Regions from separate parts of the Pan troglodytes genome. Here region 2 is linked to region 1. A link is a contact called in public HiChIP or PLAC-seq data. All regions are on one chromosome and are shown on one strand. The core of a region is the stretch at or near the end of the contact, and the rest is flanking DNA. Distances in the headings are between cores, read along the strand shown.

What was found. HiChIP or PLAC-seq counts read pairs in DNA pulled down with a chosen protein or histone mark.
Region 2: a contact with region 1 is called in an H3K4me3 HiChIP or PLAC-seq map of stem cell-derived excitatory neurons, with 6 times the contacts expected there. The contact joins the promoter of IRAG1 here to the promoter of RNF141 in region 1. A contact is called at or near these places in 1 of 1 datasets of contacts at active chromatin or transcription factors (stem cell-derived excitatory neurons) and 1 of 1 other capture datasets (stem cell-derived neural stem cells).

Annotation. Positions count from the first base shown.
Region 1 is chr9:14,687,822-14,693,809 of NHGRI_mPanTro3-v2.0_pri, reverse strand. RNF141 (ring finger protein 141) reads left to right here and starts at 2,583. Exons shown (of 6, transcript XM_508282.9): 1 at 2,583-2,696. LOC134807238 (a long non-coding RNA gene) reads right to left here and starts at 2,600. Exons shown (of 3, transcript XR_010147147.1): 1 at 2,276-2,600.
Region 2 is chr9:14,878,978-14,884,965 of NHGRI_mPanTro3-v2.0_pri, reverse strand. It overlaps IRAG1 (inositol 1,4,5-triphosphate receptor associated 1), which reads left to right and starts at 3,362. Exons shown (of 21, transcript XM_063782804.1): 1 at 3,362-3,578.

The DNA of each region.
Region 1 (5,988 bases), core at 1,334-3,833:
GAGCAACACTCCAAGAATCCTGTGACAGTATGAGGAAAGGAGCAAGATATTAAGAGTTTTTTGGCATATGCTATTCAATTTTTTCAGGTTTATTTGTTGAAAAGATTATCTTTTCCCCCACTGAATTGCCTTGGCATATTTGTCGAAAATCAATTGATGACATATGTATAGATACATCTCTGGGTTCTATACACTGTTCCATTACTCTATCTATTTTCATACCTATACTATACTGTGTTGAGTAGCTCTTATTATAATGTCTTGAGATCAGGTAGTGTAAGTCCTAAAACTTTGTTTTTCTTGATGAAAGTCTTGACTATCCTAGGTCCTTTGCATTTCCATATAAATTTTAGAATTAGCTTGGTCATTTCCATCAAAAAGAAATCTGCTAGAATTTTTATTGGAATTTCCTTAAATCTGTAGGTCAATTTAGGCAGAAATGATATCTTAAAAATGCTCAGTCTTCTGATTCATGAACATAATATATCTATTTATTTAGGTCTTCTTTAATTTCTCTTAACAATGTTTTTTATTTTATTTTAGATTCAGGGGGTACACGTGTAGGTTTGTTACATGGGTATATCAAACGATGCTGAGGTTTAGGCTTCTAATGATCCAGGTCACCCAAGTGGTGAACACAGTACCCAATAGTAGTTTTTTCTACCCTTTTGGAATCCCCAGTGTTTATTGTTCCCAACTTTGTGTCTGTGTACTCAATGTTTAGCTCCTACTTATAAGTGAGAACATGCGGTATTTGGTTTCCTGTTTCTGCATTATTTTGCTTAGGACAATGGCCTCCAGCTGTATTCATGTTGCTGCAAAAGATATGATCTAGTCCTTTTTGTGGTTGTATAGTATTCCATGGCGTATATGTACCACACTTTCTTTATCCAATCCACTATTGATAAGCACCTGGGTTGATTCCATGTCTTTGCTATTCCATAATATTTTATAGTTTTCAGTATACATGTCTTTCTCATCTTTGGTCAAATTTGTCCCAAATTTGCTGCTTTTTTTTTTTTTTTTGCTGATAAGAGATATTTAAAAATTTTCCATTTCTAATTGTTCATTGCTAGTATATAGAAATACAACTGATTTTTGTATATTTGATTTTGTATCTTGCAACTTTTGTAAACTCACTTATTAGTTCTAGCAGCTTTTTTGTAGTATTCCACAATTTTCTTATGCAAATAAATGCAGTGCTACAACTTCCTTTCCAACTGGGATGCCTTTTATATATTTGTCTTTTTTTATTTCATTGACCAGAACTTCCAATACAATGTTTAATTGAAGGCAATTTTTACAGAGTAATATTTCTAACTAACTCCCAGGCCCGGATTAGGCTGAACTATGGAATCTTGTTGAATTTGATATCTTTTGGAATTTATTAAATCATTATTTATACTTCATTTTTAAGCTTTTTCCTTTTCCAGTGTTCAAATATTCATCAAATGTTCAAATATTGAACAACTACCATGCTGGCTGTCAGGGAAATAATGGTGCACAAACAGGCATGGACCTAGCGCTAATGAAGTCTTACCGTACTACCAAGGCAGTTTAAAACAGGAATTAAAAACACAGGTTCAGGGTTCTGTCTGCTTGGGTTTGAATCTGGCTCTGCACCTTAATGGTTGTTTGACCTTGGAAAAGTTAATCGACTTTTCTAAGCCTGTGTCTTAGTGAAGGTATTAATAATACCTACTCACAGGATTGCTGTGAAGATTAAACAAATTAATACCTTTAAAGTCCTTAAAATACGGTTTGACATATAGTAAATGGTCAAAGAGTATTATTATTAGAGGGAAGAATTAGCTCTTCACAAGGTGAATCTACAAGTGACTGGTGAAGGAGGGATGTGCAAACAAGAAACATAAAAACCAGTTTAACTGCTAAGCATAGAGGCAGCAGTGTCAGCTGTACCTGGGTTAAAATCCTTGCTCTGCTGTTTATTGTCTAGGCAACTTTGAGCAGACGACTTAAACAAGAGCAATGCCCGTAAAGTGCCTAGTGCAGTATTTGGCACACAACAGATGCTTAAAAGACAGCAATTATTGATTCAGACGTCCCGCAGAGCAGTAATATCACTAACATGTGTTCATCATCATATCTATCATTTATCAAAGCTCAGGATTTTGAACCTTGTAATTACTTTTCATACATTCTCTTATGCTTAACAACTCGGCTAGGTGAACACAATCCATTGCTTCATAAAGAAACATGATGACCTTTGTGTATCTATGATCAGTGGGGAGGCTGGAGGTCTAGGAAGTGGTACCTTGGAGCCCAACTGTTGACCAAACCAGGGCTCTCAGTGCGGCCTTGGTCGCCAGCGGGGCGCTCCACTTTCCGCTCCGGAGATGGCACCAGGAGAGATGGGAGTCCGCCAGGCCGTTTCCATGGCCACCTCATGAAGCCCCTGCTCCGGGAGCGTGACAGGCGAGACTCTCCTTCGCCGCCACCTCTCGTCTCAGATGACCATCTGGGCTCGAAAGCCCTCAGGAGCTGCGGAGCGCGGGTCGGTAGGGGCGCTGCAGAGGAAGGTTGGGCGCCGTCTCCAGGCAACGCGCGGGGGGCGGGGCTTTGCGTCACAGAGGTGCGACCGGGTCCAGGCCTGAGTCGCGGCCACCCGCAGGTCTGAGCTGTGGGCTGAGGCGGCGCAGCCGCTGCCGCAGGGTGCGCGATGCCTTGAACCTGGGGTGAGCTCCGCGGCGCTGTCCTTTCGTGTTTCCCTTGCTAGCTGCTCCAGGACTCTGGGTCTGGGAAGAGAAACCCCAGCGGGCCCTCCGCTGCCGAGCCAGGCTTCCGCGGGGAGACAGGCCTAGCCCCGCCGCCCTTCCCGGGCCTCGGATTGGGGCGTGGGGACGGCTGGGGAGGCCATTCTATTGACGCCCGTCTTCTGCCCGGCGGGTTCCAGTTGCCCGGGGTGGCGGTGGCTTGTCCCGCCTCGGGGTGGTTCTGAGGGACCCGGAGAGAGTTTTTCCTTCTCTATCCCAAAACGGTTGTTTGAATATTGCCGCCGGCTCAGTCATTCGGCCGCCGGACTTAGCTGTTGGTTAAATGTCCAGGTGCGCTTGAGGAGGGGCTGAGGCGGCGTAGCCAGAGCGAGCGCTAGGGTGGCCCGCGGGCTCGGTCTCCGCCGGGCTGGACACCCAAATAAGAAACCTTTTGCCTGGGACGATAGCTCAGAAATAGCCACGTCGATCTACTTAGCCAGCCCCACACTTCTGAATTGGCTTAGGCTGCTACCCTTCCCAAAGGTCTTTCCTCGTCAAACTAGCTGCTACCTTGAGACCCGGCTAAGAAAAGAACGTTTTCTTGCTAATAATAAGAAGGTAGTGATTACACAGCAGGAGCAGAAGGCTTCTGTGTTAGCTTTTGAAATTATTCCTTCAGTTATTTGTCTCGCGTTACAAAATGTGGATTTACGATTGTTATTGAAATCGATCCCTATGCCCCTTATTAAAGGTAGTGTACCTTTTATATTCTGACACTGTCCTATTTAGCGGTGCCAGCTAATTCAGTTCTTGCCTCTGGCATATATATAAAGCTGCTGGAACACTTTCAGTTGTTTATAATTCTTACATCTTCAGCACGAATTTATTCGTTTTCACTCCCTTCTGCCCATTCTTCTTGCTATGAAATGACCTCTACCCATTCAGAATTTTGTCTGGGGGCATGAGCTGCCACCGGCCGACGATCCTAAATGAGTCACCTCCATGTCGAAGTCACCCGTCTGAGAAGTGATGCTTTCTGAATTCAGAGCTCAAAAATAGTATGGATTTTTCTCCTTTTCTTTCACATTGCCTGACTTCAGTTTCTAGAACTTTTTCTCAAGAATATGACTATATGTTTCAAAAATTAATATTTGTCATTTGGTGTAAATGAACTTTATATTCGATGTGTGTAGCCTGATCCTTCTTGGTTCCCGTCTAAATACAAACACGCTTTCCTTCCCAAAAAGGCAAGGGAGGTCCAGAGAGAATTCTTACAAGTCTAATATGCTTTTTCCAATATGAAATGCATTTAGTAAACACACTGTTACTGTGAGAAATCCATATTCTTAATCTCCTAGTACAGCACTCTATCCTTTTGTAGTTTCTCTCTCCTTCTCTCTCATATATATATATATGTGTGTGTGTATATATATGTGTATATATGTATATATATACGTATGTATATATGTGTGTATATACGTATGTATATATGTGTGTGTGTATATATATATATGTATATATATGTATCTTTTTCTGATCAAGATCTTTGATTCTGGAACAGGCATTCCGGACTCTATAGTGACTCTGGCCTAATTATTTCACTATGTATCTATATTAACTTGTCTTGAAAAAAAAAGTTAATATCTGTTTACAGATCTACAGTTTGAGTAAACAATGAGTAATAAAGTAAATAATATCCTTAGGGACCCAGTCATTAGTACCTGGTATTTATTACTGATGTTAAAGTTGACTTGACAGTGAAAATCATTGATGTTTATTTCAATTAAATCCTTTTAAGTGAGGTTGATACAAAATTTGATGGAGAACTGGTTTCAGAGAGGTTTTTAAAATACTACAGTGCAGTACTTGTCATTTAGTCATTTTGGTGCATTTTCAGCCTTTTCCATTTTGCTTTAGTTATTTTATGAATGAATTATGGTTTAAATTTTTAGGAGTTTTTGAGCAGTTTTTTCGTTTTTGCTTTGCCAATTACCCATGATGTAATTTTAATATTTTTATAAGGAATATTTGAACTTCCACAATTCATTTGTTAGAAAAATAAGTGATTCACTATGTACCACCCACTAGAGAATGTGGCATTTTTGGAATCCTTGATCTTGTGCATTTCAAAATAACAGTTCTTTATTTAGAAAATCCTTCAAATGCTTTTTGAAAGCATATTTTTATCTTGCAAAAAATGACTGTGTTATAGGTGGCACAATAATATGAGAGCTGCTAGTTCTTTGAGAAATCTTGACCAGAAATTCATCTTTTGTTGAATTCTGTGCCAGTGGTTTGCAAATTATGTTTCTATGCAATACCACTGTTGCATGGCCTAGGGGGGAGTATCTTGTTAAAATCAAATAGTAAATGTTTCCCAGTTTACATAAGCATTAATTTAATGACAAATTTTCACAGTTTTACATTTTCTTTCATACATATTTTTAACTTCTGCTTCTCTCCAACCTAGTACTAATAGATGACTGACCAAATTAACAAAAGTCAAAAGAATACTAAGTGAATAATAATAAAACAAAAACTGCCAATGGTATTTACTGCATTTATTCAGTAAACATCTATTGAGTGCTTGTGTATCTGCCAGAAGAGAGACCATAGCTGCTGTCCTCAAGAAGCTCACTAGAGGGAAATGGCCAAGTGACTTAACGAATGTCATAGTATGATAGAAATATGTGCAGTCACCAAAGAGGGACACTGAAAAGCTGTGGTGGTTGACTAGAGGATGGCCTCAATAGATTGTTTTCGTGAACATGCACTCTGTGTTGTGGTTTTATATTGTATGTAGATCACAGAGTCATATCTTATTTTCACACCCATATAGTGATAGATGTTAATATTTATCAATATTTTATGGTTTTCAAAATAAACTAAATGTCAAGCCCTCTTTCTGGAACCAGGTTGAAAACCACTTCTGCAGGCTCTCTCAGGTAGTCTCTAGATAGTGTTGCATTTTAATCCAAGGAGTTAGTGATGAAGTTTCCCAGATACCAAGTACAGTTACAAGATAACAAGTTAATATGCTGCCTCAAATTATAAACTTTACTCAAAGTTAGGGCAGCAGATGAAAACAATGCTGAAACAAAGGGGATCATTTTCTATTAATAACTCAATAAATAAGCAACTAACTCTTCTTTTGAAATATGGTTTTGGTGGGTAATGTAGGGTAGCAAAATACGCCACTTTGGCATAAGGATTATTTTGAGTTAAAGGCACATTGAAAAGCAGCAGATGTAAGAAGTGCCTACTGACCCTCCTA
Region 2 (5,988 bases), core at 2,113-4,612, 190 kb before region 1:
CTGGTAAACATTGCCATGCTCATATACTACGCCATACTGAGAGGGCACGGGAAAGCAGCTCATGCACAGTGCTTTTTTCTGTTTTTGGCGCTTGGGAGCAAGCTGGTGGGAAGTGGGGTGGGCTTTGACTTGGACTACCTCTGTCATTGGCTATTGGTATGAAAGGAGAAGGACCTGCTTACTATACAAAAGGCCAGTATCCGTCATGGAGACATGAGGACAGAGGGATTGAAATATATTTGGTTTTTCGGTGCCAGGAAGCCTGGCACAGAAGAGCTGGTTCTCAGAGATCCGGGTGCCCCCTCTCTCTGACATCTGGCCCAGAAATCAAGCTGGAGGAGGTAGGAAATCTGATCACCATGCTTGGCCAGGACCTGTTCAGAGATTGTCAAGGCTGGGATAGGGGTGCAGGTCAGGTCTGCCCTGGGAGCTGGCTAGAAGGAAGGTGAGGCAGGCAAGGCACTCGGGGCACAGCATTTGAGGAGACACTCACTCTCAGGTGCTGACCCTGCACTTGCATGGGCCAGAGAAGGAGTGTCTTCTTCAATTCTGTGTCCTGGGTACCCCCCCTTGACTCCCTAGCTAGCAGGGAGAGAGAGAGAGAGAAAGAGAGAGACAGAGAGAGAGAAGATGCAAGGAAGATGAAAGTCATAGTCCTTTATAGCCTAATCTCAGAAGTGACACCCCATCACTTTAGTCCTATTATGTTAGAAGCAACTCACTCTGTACAGTACACACACACACACACACACACACACACGAGGGGACACACCAAGATGTGACTGTAACTGCCTATTGGGTTCTCCTTGCCTGCTGCCTAGACAGAGCCAATTTATCAAGACAGGGAAATTGCAATAGAGAAAGAGTTTAATTCACACAGAGTCAGCTGTGTGGGAGACCAGAGTTTTATTATTACTCAAAGCTGTCTCCCTGAAAACTCGAGGATTGGGGTTCTTAATGATAATTTGCTGAGTAGGGTGTCGGGAAGTGGGGAGTGCTGATTGGTCAGGTGGGATATGAAGTCATAGGGAGTTGAAGCTGTCCTCTTGCACTGAGTCAGTTCCTGGGTAGGGGCCACATGACTGGATGAGCCAGTTTATCAATCTGGGTGGTACCAGCTCATCCTTTGAGGGCAGGGTCTGCAAAATATCTCAAGCACTGATCTTAGGCTTTACAATAGTGATATTAGCCCCAGGATGCAATTTGGGAAGGTTCAGAATCTTACAGCCTCCAGCTGCGTGACTCCTAAACCACAATTTCTAATCTTGTGGCAAATTTGTTAGTCCTGCAAAGGCAGTATAGTTCCCAGGCAGGAAGGGGGTTTGTTTTGGGAAAGGGCTGTTATCATCTTTATTTCAAAGTTAAACTAAAAACTGACTTCCTCCCAAAGTTAGTTCAGCCTGTGCCCAGGAATGAACACGGACAGCTTGGAGGTTAGAAGCAAGATGGAGTCAGTTAGGTCAGATCTCTTTCACTGTCATAAATTTCTCAGTTAAAATTTTTGCAAAGGCGGTTTCATGACTATCCAGATCATCAAGACCATTTCAGAAGTGGCCTACCACAGGAAGGGAGTAGAGGCAAACAATTGGGATTTACTGAGGTCTAAACATGTATGAGGGCATCTCATAATTATCCCATTAGGTTCTTTTTTTTTTTTTCGAGGTGTTTTACTCTTGTTGCCCAGGCTGGAGTGCAGTGGGAAGATCTCAGCTCTCTGCATCCTCTACCTCCCCACCTCCTGGGTTGGGCTCAAGCGATTCTCCTGCCTCAGCCTCACAAGTAGCTGGGATTACAGGTGTCTGCCACCACACCTGGCTAATTTTTGTATTTTTAGTAGAGATGGGGGTTTCACCATATTGGCCAGGTTGGTCTCGAACTCCTGACCTCAAATAATCTGCCCACCTTGGCCTCCCAAAGTGCTGGGATTACAGGCATGAGCCACCGCGCCTGGCCCCATTAGGTTCTCATGTTAGGCTTGTGAAGAGACCGGCCTCTGTTATTCTCTGCACAAAAGAACATCGAGGAAGGTTCTGAGGAATTGAAGCCCACTTGGGAGGCCCATATACGTCTGAGGAAGACAAGTCTGACTTCTGTGAGAAACTACAAGTGGGGGCCCTGAGGTTGGAGCTCAGAGATTAGTCAAGTTTGTAGCATGGTTGGCAACTGACAGACAAGCCGACTTCAAACCCAAAGCCACTGCTTGAGTGGGGAAGGTGGAGACTACTCTCTTGTGATGAAATGTGTGGGGGACAAAAATGAGGCTGCAGGACAGCTCTGCAGAGGCTGAGGTTGGGATTGGAATTATGAAGCCACTGCACACCCATGTTCCTGAATCATCCATGATGTTGTAAGAAACAGCCACAAGCTCCTACCAGAAGAAGTCCTCTGAGAAGCTGCCTCTATGCTTCTGGAAGGGTGTCAGTGGGCATGCCAGCCCAGCAGAGTGTCACCCTGATGGCTGCCTCAGACAGAAGCTGGAAGACGAGGTGGGTCCTGAGACGATCAGGATGGTCAGAATAGGAGGAACTTGTGCACAGAGGACAGCAAAGTGGGGACTGTGTGGAACTTTTGGAATTTCTAATAGATGGATCTATAAGCTAAGCTACCTTTCCTTAGCTTGTATGATTTTTGGAGTTTCCCCTACTGTCCTGGGATGCAGCTGTATTGATGTGACTGGAGGAAAGGTGACATCCTCTGTATGGGCTGGGTGTGGTGGCTCATGTTTGTAATCCCAGTGCTTTAGGGGGGCCAAGGTGGGAGGATCACTTAAGCCCAGGAGTTTCAGACCAGCCTGAGCAACATTATGAGATCCTATCTTTACAAGTAATTTAAAAATTAGCTGGGCATGATGGTGTGCACCTGTGGTCCCAGCTTCTCAGGATGCTAAGGTGGGAGGATCGCTTGAGCCTGAGAAATTGAGGCTGCAGTGAGCTGTGATCGTGCTGCTGCACTCCAGCCTGGGTAACAGAGCAAGACCCTGTCTCAAAAAAATAAAAAACAACAACAACAAAAAACAAAACCCGCGAAAAAACCTTATTCTCTGTAAGCCTTAGTTCCCATATCTTTAATGTGGTGATAAGGCCTACTCATCGTGTTATAGGAATTGAGGGATATAAGTTACCTCGTTTACAGTAGGTGCCTAATAAAAGCGAATTCTCTTCTCCCCTCCACCTTCTTCCTCTCTCCCCCCATTCAAAATGATATGGTGTGGTTTATCTGTATACAGTAGATTGACACTCAACCTTTATTACGTCTGCCTTCTAGTGAACTCTCCGGTAGTGCGAAGGCTGGAAAGCTAAAAACTACGTTTCCCAGATTCCCATGCGGTCAGGGGTCCGAGGGCGTTAAGGCTCAGCGAATCAGACGCACTGTGTGAGATTTGGGCGGAAGCCAACGAAGACCCTTGCCTGCTGCTCCCGCTGTTTCTGCGGGCACTTCCGTGAGGCGACTGGCACTGCAGCCCTGTCACCGTCCTCATGACGTTGGGAGGCGAGGGGCATCCATTCTGCTGGGGGCCGGTCCTGGTCAGAGGCGACCCAGCAGCCCCCTTATTGGCACGGGGCCCAGGTTTCATTTGGGTAAGCCTTGCTGAAATCTCAACTTAAAGTCTCTTCTAAATCCCACCTAGTAGTTTTGTAAGACACTTAATACTTTGTCATAAATCCTCTCTTGCTTAATCTGGCCAGAGTGGATTTTGTCTTTTAAGCTAACCAATATAAGTGGTATGGAGAGATTTTTATTGCCAAATTCCTCTTGGAGCAATCAGTCTGTGTGTTTTGGAAAGATGCCTTGATAAGGGCTTGCAAGGAGGGTAGTTCCCCCCCACTCACACACCCCCCACCTCACTCCCACCCCAGCCCTCAGTGTCCTCTCACACTAAAGCTTTAGGAACTTTTTGAGTTGCTCCTGAAAAAGAGGAGAAAAGAGACAAAAGTATGGAGAGAAGGCAGAAGGACTCAGCAGATGGCAAAAGCCAGGTGTGGTATTATATGGCCCTTTTCCAGGAACCCCACCCCCACCCCATTTTTCCACAAAGCTTGTGTAAATGCTTGCGGTGGTCAACTTTTTGTTGTGGAAACGAACGAAGTGACTGAATTTTATGTTGGGGAGAACGTACTATGGGGACAGAAGGGATGTGAGAGGAGGCCAGAGTTTTGAGAGGTAAAAAGACCAGGAGACCACGAGTCCTCCCAGGGGACCAGCAGATATACTGGGGAGGGTGTTGAATCTCCAGTCCATGGGATTCAGAAGTCTAAGGCCATCTCACTTAGGTACTGAGGAGCAGAGGCCCTCTGCAGACAGCTGGAGTACACCTCAATAGCAATTAGGGCTGAGTCCTTTGCCCTCTGCTGGGCTCTTTACCTCACAACCTGATCTCCGTCTCCCTGAACTCAAAATACATAAGCTCCACAGCCCTTCAAAGTGTGAGTCACTTTCTCATCTATATTGACACTCATTTTGCTTATTGTTGTTTACCTTTTCTGCAAGACTGTCAGCTCCTGGAAGGCAGAGGTTTGGATCTAATTCATCTTTCAATCTTTAAAGTTATTACATGCAAGTGCTGTGTGTATGTGCCTTCGTGCATTTCTTTTCTGGGTAGAGTACCTACAACTTTAATCATATTCTCAAATGAGTCCAGGACCTAGAAAATGTTGAGAATCTGCATGAGGAAGTCTTTTGGGGGATGTCTGGATATTGTTTCTTGACTTACATGCAAAGGAGAGTCATCTTTCAAAAGTAAAATCCATCTTATCCTCAAGCTTGTCTTCCATTGAGGGTGTGCACCCACCGAGATCTAAAGCTCATGGGCTATGCAGGAAACCTAGACTCAGTCTCTGGTTTCAAGATTCTGTCAATTAGGGGTTCAGCCAAGCAATGCTTGTTTATAGCTTCTTCCCCAGGACGCCTTGCCCTGCATTCAGAGAGGTTTACAAGCCAAGCCGACACCAAGTGAGTCCCACTGTGGGTGGGATCCATGGCTGCCATGTGCTTTCCAGCCTGCTGTCTCTTAAGCTGTAAATATTTATCAAGTGAATGTGGGATGTCAGGCTCCAAAGAGTGTCTAGGGCAGTGTGTGGGTGTGTGCGGGGGTGGTGCTGGAGAGTGAGAGCCCCATGAAAGCTGGTATGTGATGGTGATGCCTTAAGACAAGAATGATAATAAAAACCCCATCATGAGTCTGTATCTCAGCAGCTCAGGGCTGGTGGGAGATGAGCTCCGTTCTAACCTGCACATCTCAGGCCAGAAACCATGGGCAAATGTCGGCAAAGCAAAGCTGGGTTCCTGACAACTGCTGAGTTTGTGAACTTTCTAAAGTTCCCATATTTATCTCGGAAATTAATCCAGTGACACTTCTATTTGGCTGACAGCATGGTGTGTGGGTGTGTGGATGAGTTCAGTAAGGGAGACAATAAAAGACTGGAGGGGGCCAGATTAATTTTTGGTTGGCATTTTATGAGTTTTAACTTGGAGTAATTGGTTGTTAAAATGGAACTGTGTAACTCTCAGTTGCAGCTGAGGCTCCAAAATCCCTGAACTTTCCAAGGTAAGATCACCTATGCCCCTCACACACTTAAGGATATGAAAGAGTTGAAGTAAAGGTGGCCAGGAGAAGCAGGCATTGGAGGAAGAATTTGATGAAAGCTGTCTGTGTGCTTTGAGTACCCCGCAACCCTCCAACTCTAGAAGGGGTTGTGGAAGGTCTGAGAATTTTTTTTTTTTTTTTTGAGACGGTCTTCCTCTGTCACCCAGGCTGGAGTGCAGTGGCGTGATCTCAGCTCACTGCAACCTCCACCTCTCAGGTTCAAGTGGTTCCTGCCTCAGCCTCCTGAGTAGCTGAGATTATAGGTGCATGCCACCACAATCAGCTAATTTTTGTATTTTTAGTAGAGATGGTGTTTCACCATGTTCGCCAGGCTGGTCTTGAACCCCTGACCTCAAGTGATACACCTGCCTTGGCCTCCCGAAGTACTGGGACTGCACCCCACC